Regions from separate parts of the Sus scrofa genome. Here region 2 is linked to region 1. The links are chromatin contacts, called in public HiChIP or PLAC-seq maps. All regions are on one chromosome and are shown on one strand. Each heading gives the region's core, a stretch centred on a gene start, on an enhancer-like site or on the middle of the called end of the contact. The rest is flanking DNA. Distances are from core to core; before and after follow the strand shown.

Region 1 (3,604 bases), core at 106-2,605:
TTTTGGCTATGCATGAGGTATGCAAAATTTTCTGGGCCAGGGATCAAACCCACCCCACAGCGGCAACCGGAGCCACTGCTTCGGTGACTCCAGATCCTTATCTCACTGAGCCATACAGGAACTCCTGAATAGACCTTTTTTTTTGTTTGTTTTTTTAACTTTTTTTCTTTTTAGGGCTGCACCTTGGCATTTGGAAGTTCCCAAGCAAGGGGTCGAATCAGAGCTGCAGCTGCTGGCTTACACCACAGCCACAGCAATGCCAGATCCAAGCCGCATCTGTGACCTACACTGCAGCGCATGGCAACACCAGATTCTTAACCCACTTTTTTAGGGATCTACTGACTGCATCCTCATGGACTAGTCAGGCACGTTACTGCTAAGCCACAACAGGAACTTCCTGAATAGAGTTTTTTAATAGACTTGTTTCCATGATCCTATAATCTCTTCTGGTTCCTTCTCATTTTCTGGCCTCATTATTCCTTGTTCTTTCTCATTCTAATATGAAAAAGCTAATAGTCAGTATTAGGTTTAGAATATATGACAAGAATAAATCAGGTCTCTTATTAACACTTTTTTCTTGTCCACAGTATAGGAATGAGAATTTATTCTCAGTGGTGGATTAAATGTCTTTCTCCACAAGCTTGACTACCAGCTTCCTTTGGCCATTCCTCACGGTTTTTTCTCTTAAGGATTACTCACGTTACTTACAGCGAATCTTTGTTTTCTCCTTCCATTTAGTTCGGTTATTTTCATATCTTAAACATGTGCAATCTTTACAAAAGACAAGATAGGTGAAGACAGAAGTTTCTCACCTTCGATTTCGATTTCAGGGGCTCTCACAGGAGAACCAAGTGCTTGAAAAAGCTTTCGTAACATTGGAGGTTACCTAAAAAAATCCAGTTGAAACACAACTGAATATCCACAAGAGGGAGACGCTTGCTAAACCGCCTGAAACGAGGGATCAGAGAGATCCTTAGGAGGAGCCACTTGGGATTCGGGGCGGGAGGGAACTGGAGTAAATAATGACTGGGGCTAATAGTGCGAGTACAGCTAAGGAGAAAACTAAAGTGGGCTCTCTGTGTTTGGCAGGCGAGCCCGTGCTCCACCCAAGATAGGAGCAGGAGTAGAAGGTAAGGGTATGTTGCCACAGAGGAGCACACGCACGCAGCTCGGTTCTAGTAATCCCAGAAGAAGTGGGGGTGGCAGTCTTTGAAGGCACTTCCGCTTAGCAACCCCACGCGGTTGCTAAGGAGGGGCGGTAGCGAGGATGACCCGGAAGTGGTGGTGTACATTTCTCACTGCCAGCTTTAAGTTTGTCCTATCGGGAGCGCCCGGGTGCTTTGCGCCGGGCTGAGGGTGGGGCCAGCGCTAGTAGTTCCGGTTCGGCTTCTGCCGCCCCTCGGCTCCTCGCCTTCCCCCCTCCCCTCCCGCACTTTTCCTCCCTCCAGTTCCTAGGAAAGAGAAGCCAACGCTGCTGGTGGGTAGAGAAGCACTCCGCGCCTCCAGGAGGGAACTGCGCTCACCCCATCTGAGCCCCAGGACACGGCCAGACGAGGTACTCGCTCCGGCTTCGATGGGATCCGGGAGGCTCTAGCCTGAGGGTGTTGTGTGTGTGTCTAAGCCGGCTGGTGGGGGCCCCCTTCTCCGAGTCGGGGAGGGGAGCACCGAGATCCTGGGTGGGGCGCAGGCCGGCGAGTTTGATTGTAAAGGGTTTTAAGGACGGAATGCAAGGGCCAGGGCACGCCGCTGGCGGAGAGTTTCGAGTGGCCGGGTAGAGGTTTCGGAGAAGGCGCCCCTTGAAAGCAGAAGACTTAGCTGCTGCGGACTGGGAGTTTGCCACCTGGAGGGTTAGCTCTAAAAGGGGGAGCATCCTCTCCATCCAAAAGGAGAACATTGACCCTGGCGGGGTGGCTGGGACAAGCCCTTGCTTCAAATGACTGCTTCCCTTGGGCACCCCCCTGGGACAGAGCCCGGCTTCGAGTGTTGTGGGGGTTGTGAGTTGGCTGGGCACTGCGGGGAGCCGCCCTTGGCAGAGCTAGGGCAGAAGAGTGGGTAAGGAGACCTCCCTCCTCCCAATTTCCGTGCGCTTCCCCCACTTCTTCCTTTAGTGCTCTCTGGCCCCGGTGTCCTACCGGAGAGGTACCGCCTCCGCCCCCCAAGTGGGCAGGCATCACAGCGTAAAAGAAAGAGAGAGGGTGGAACTGGTTCTCTTGCCCCTCAATGATACTTAGAATGTTTGGCAAGTGCCAGAATGGCATATTTAGCCAAGTCTCCCATCTCGATATTAAATCTGGTGTAAATTATTTTAGAAAATGCAGTTCTGAAAAGCTCCAAACTATGGGCTAATTTAGCTTAGCATTGTTTGGTAGATACGCGTTTGTAAAAAATACACTAGGGGAACCGTATAGATATAGAGGTCTAGGCGAAACATGTTGAGGCAAGCCTTTTCCAACATCTTTCTTATCTGCCAGTAAGCCTGCCCTAGTTTAAATGAAGCAGAATGATTCTCTTCACGTATACTTCAGTTAGTGACCGAATTGTAGGTACTGTGTGATTATAGATGTCTCAGAATAGAGGCGTGAACATTCAGAGAGACAAGATTCTCTGCTTTTGCGCCTGTCTCCTAATCTTTTAAGGAGATAATTGTGGTCAAGTGGAAGTATTGGCTTTGAGGTTAGGTAAATCTGGGATTGAACCTGGACTGCCACTAGCTAGTTGTTGACCTTGGACAAGTCAAGAACTTACCAGAGATACAATTTCTTCAAAGTAATATGAGTTAAAATACTTACCAGTGTTGTAAGGGGGAGTAATGTATTTAAATAACAGCCCACTTTAAATGGAAGCACCTTCCAATTGAAAGATAAATTATTAATAATCTTAACACGGTTAAGGTAGCTTAGTTTTATGGATTAGGGTTTGAGATAGGAACAGAACTGGATAATATTCCAAAACATATTTGTACAACAGGATTTTCTGTGGCTTCTAGAAATTGATCATAAGCAGCATCAAATTATCAGGAGTTTCTTAAAAAGTATGTGAATTAACTGAAACGACCAATGATGTTTCAAAGGTTTTTCTCAGATTTGTGATGTGTATGGCATGGGTTGATAAGAAAAACATTTAAAAAGCAGTGTATATAAATCTTAATTAACATCACATGTCTTTATAGAGAATTAAAATTGAGGCATAAAACAAAGTACTTTTAATTTTACGATTAAAATCAACAAAAGTAGTATGATTCATGTTAAGTAGATTTAAGCTTATTAGCAAAACTTATAGAATTTTATATGTATAATATTCTGTGAAATAAATGAAAATGGAATGAATTTTTGCCTTTGAAGTATTTGTGATGACATAGAAATTATCTCAGAAGTTTTTATATCATTTGTTTTGTAGATTTAAAATGATACAGTTGTATGTAACCTATTAAATGTCAGATTTTCAGCTAGTTTGCTTTTTAATGTAATGTAGTTTGTAATTTAAAATTTTTAAATGTACTTTATATTCAAAAGATAATAGATTTTTGTGCAAAAAGTTGGTGTAAAGTTTTAATTCAGTATCACTTTTTAGAGAAGTTTATAGGTTTCATAATTTTTTTTTTTTT
Region 2 (3,701 bases), core at 674-3,173, 260 kb after region 1:
GAGAGACTGAGACAGGGAGAGGGAAGGAGGTAGGGAGAGGGAGAGAAAGTATTCATGTCCCTGGGAAGTAATATGGTGACATCCATCAAATCACAATCTCTTAAACTTATTAAGAGAACTCCAGAAAATAACTCCTCATTCTTCCAGGGTTGTTTTTGAAAAATAAACAATAATTTGCCTATGTGACCAATCACTTTCAGAGTCAGAGGCTCTATTTTCAGATGTTCAGTCTATCTCCATCTCAGCAGCTATCAACACTAGCAGTTCTCCACTGCTTATGAGAGTTATTACTGAAGGAAAAGACTAAAGATTTGTTTTATAGGGGATACAGAAAGACTAAATTAGCAAGAGTTATTTCTCAGAGTAACAGAGACTTCATTAGACAGTTTGAGCTGTTATACTACCAAATACTTTTTAAGCTGCAGCTAGGGACTTAATTCCTAAATGCAGTACAGGGAAAATTCTAATGATTGTCACAAAAGATACTGCCAAGAAACTTAATCTTTTTCTTCTTCTTTTTATTTGGCCACAACACAGCATGCGGAAGTCCAGGGATAGAACATGAGCCACAGTAGGGACCCGAGTTGCTGCATTGACAATGCCTGATCCTAAACCCACTGTGCCACCAGGGAACTCGGAAACTTAACCTTTTCTGACATAAATGAGACAAACTTTTTCAGACACATACTTGCATAAAGAACATAAAGCTCTTTTAGTCACTCCTATATTAAGTAGCTACTATGAAGATAAGCATTACCCAAGATGGAAAGATACATAAATCCAGACCTAACACTGAAGAAATTTTCAACCTGCAACTAACTGGATCAAGTGTTCTTATGAATCAATGTTCTTATAAAACAGCCCAAAACATCTCTACTGGTTCCAGAACTGACTACTTATATCCATATTCCACATAGAAAGATTAGTTTTTCCCAATATCTTAACTTTTTCTAGAAACCCGGATATTACTATGAGAAACCCCATTTTCATCTTGAATTTACAGATTCGCTCCCACTAAGGCTTTAGGCATTTTAACATATTCCTTTAAAAGGGACAAAGCTTTCTGTCTATGTAGTGATTAAACCGGCAGGGCCTTTTTTTTCAACCGACCTCTGGCAAGATTTTCCTAGACATCAAAGGAGTCGGCCTAACTCTCATAAACTAAGATCCAGAAAGGGCCTTTAGTAATTACCGGTGAAGTACTGAGCTAAGGAAAGGATCTGTGGGCGGGCCACTATCCTGGGCCATTCTAGATAACATTATTCATCCCTGGAACAGTAAGGCAAGGAAAAGGAAAGTCTGCACCCCTTTTCTTTATCTTGACCTATTAAATCAGCACGGAAGGAAACCACCAGCAAAACAGCCCCGGGGGTTCGTGGGGTCACCACAAAGCAAGGCCAAATGCCTGCCTTGGCAGCTCTTCGCTGTCAGGGACCTCGGCAGAGAAGCCACCACACCCCTCATTCCTCACCGTCCACCCAGCGTCCAGGAAGCCAGGGCTCACGTCTCTGCGCTCATCCGGACCCAAGCCATGACTACTGTCACCAACACAAGGTCTCGCCGGGCCCACTCTGCCCAGCCTTCCCGGCACTCGCTTAGCCTTTCCTTTTGGGGCGCCCGCCCGCCTGCCCCGAAGGGGGCGAACTTACGGCCGCCGCGGCGCCGGTGAAAATATCCTCCCCCTCGGTGTCACTGTCCCCCGCCTCGGGTTCCGACCCCCCTGTCGCCCCCTCGAACTCCGGTTCCAGGCTGGGGAAGGGGGGAGGGAGTCTTTCCGAAGCGCTACAGCCACCACCACCCGACGCCATCTTCCTCCACCCGCGGCGGAAGCCGCAACAACAACTTTATGGAGAGATAGTGCCGCGAGCAAAGCGTTCCAGCAGAGCGGAGGCGGGATGGCAGCCACCAGCCCTGCGGGACACACAGGGCGGGGAAAAGGGGCGGGGCGTACTCGCTCGGGGCGGGGTGGGGGCCGGCTCGCAGCTCCTGTCCAGCCAATCCAAGCCCTGGATCGCGACCCCGCACTCTTAACCTAGGGAGCAGAGGAGCAAGAGAGGAGGAGCTAGGGGCCGCTCAGGTTCCTGTGGCTCTTTGTGCTTTATCTAATAGACTTCTTAAGGAGATGAAAAAAGTCTGAAAACCTCTACCAGCCACCAACTCATGCCAAGCGCAGCGGCTTCAAAGACATTTAATAAGTATTTTTGGTTGAGGTCTCAACATATGCAGTCAATTTTCGCCATTTATTCTCTTGACATTTAGTTAGTTCATTCAAGAAATAAATATTGAGCATCTACTCTGTGCCTCGCACCCTGCTATGCGTTTCACATATAAAAATAAAGCTCCTTCTGCCCACCAGGCGCTTGAGGGAGACGGGCATGTAAATTAACAATTCAATACGATCAGTGCTATAATGTGCTGTGGGAGCATAGTAAGAGATCATCAATTCTGCCTGGAGAAGTCAGGACGCCTCAAAGAGGTGAGACTTCAGTGGGCTAAGTTTGGTCGCAAGGAAGTTAGGATTATCCTCACAACTGCTGTGGAGTAAGTGGAGTGGAACAGATGACAGGGGAATTATTAAACTCTGAACCAAATTTTCCTGCGGCCTAAACTATTCACTATTATCTGGTGGGCTTAAAGTCTAAATCAGCTATATAAGATTTTATCTTTAAAGATAAATAGGATATGTTATCATGGGATAACTCAGCAAGAAATCCTGACCTTCCTCTCAATAGAGATGATACTAAACTTGGCATCAACTTTGACAAAAGGTTTAGTTTGTTTGTAACTGCAAATCTCTCAGCATCAGGTGTTGGCTCCCTCACAGGTCTGTGAGCTGCTTAAGGGCGGGAGTCCTGTCCCATCTTGTATCCTCCGCGTCTATAGACTAAGTCTGGCAAATTAAGTATCTAATAAACGTTTGAGACTTGATTGGAAGGATGGATGGATAAAATTAATACCATCAACCTTGTTACTGGCATCATCACAGCCACCAATACCAAAGGGCTTAGAACGTTCTTTTTAGGATTGCGATCTCTAATGTCACTGTGAGACACACCGGACACAGGGGAAAGCTCTCTCGTTCTAAGTTGTCTTCGAGGGAAACTGGCAGAAATATTCAGGGGGTATTGGGAGTTGTGCTGGCCTGAGTTCCTATGAGACAAAACCAAAAAGGAACCCCCTCCACGCCTAACCATCCAAGTACACGTCCTTTCACTGCAACGGAAACTCACTTCCGGCCTGACTAGTCGTTAAGAAAACTTTGGCTGGAAGCGACACTCTCTCGGAGAAATAACGGTAGGGAGTCTCCGTGTAGACGTCCTCCAGCACTAGAAATCAAGATTTCCTTTTCCCTACCTCTTCAGTATTCATCCTTAGCTTATCCAAGCGCTGAGTGAGGCATTTTGTAATGGGTAACAAAACGTTACCTCCCTCCCGACCCCCCCACCGTGGGAAACTACAGTTCCCATAATGCAGCTCTCCGTCTTCCGAAGAAAACGCCCATACGTCCCAGCACACAACGCGCTTCACGTGCCTCTAGGGATTTCCCCCCCCCCCGCCCGCCCCTCCTGTCCGCCAAAGCCGAGCAAAGTATGCTGGGGTTTGTAGTCCGTGCAGCCTTTTTCCCTAGATCCTTCGCGCTACTCCGTCCAGTCCCGCCTAGTCTCTGCTGCCCAGGACCTTTTAGGCTTGTCTTGGCCCCT

The links. HiChIP or PLAC-seq counts read pairs in DNA pulled down with a chosen protein or histone mark.
Region 2: a contact with region 1 is called in an H3K27ac HiChIP or PLAC-seq map of alveolar macrophages. The contact joins the promoter of SNX1 here to the promoter of CSNK1G1 in region 1. A contact is called at or near these places in 2 of 47 Hi-C or Micro-C datasets (embryonic fibroblasts and liver) and 1 of 2 datasets of contacts at active chromatin or transcription factors (alveolar macrophages).

What each region holds. Positions count from the first base shown.
Region 1 is chr1:107,688,695-107,692,298 of Sscrofa11.1, forward strand. CSNK1G1 (casein kinase I) reads left to right here and starts at 1,356. Exons shown (of 14, transcript XR_002344535.1): 1 at 1,356-1,555.
Region 2 is chr1:107,947,997-107,951,697 of Sscrofa11.1, forward strand. It overlaps SNX1 (sorting nexin-1), which reads right to left and starts at 1,924. Exons shown (of 15, transcript XM_021093910.1): 1 at 1,650-1,924. The coding sequence starts at 1,808. It overlaps FAM96A (MIP18 family protein FAM96A), which reads left to right and starts at 3,622. Exons shown (of 4, transcript XM_021093923.1): 1 at 3,622-3,701.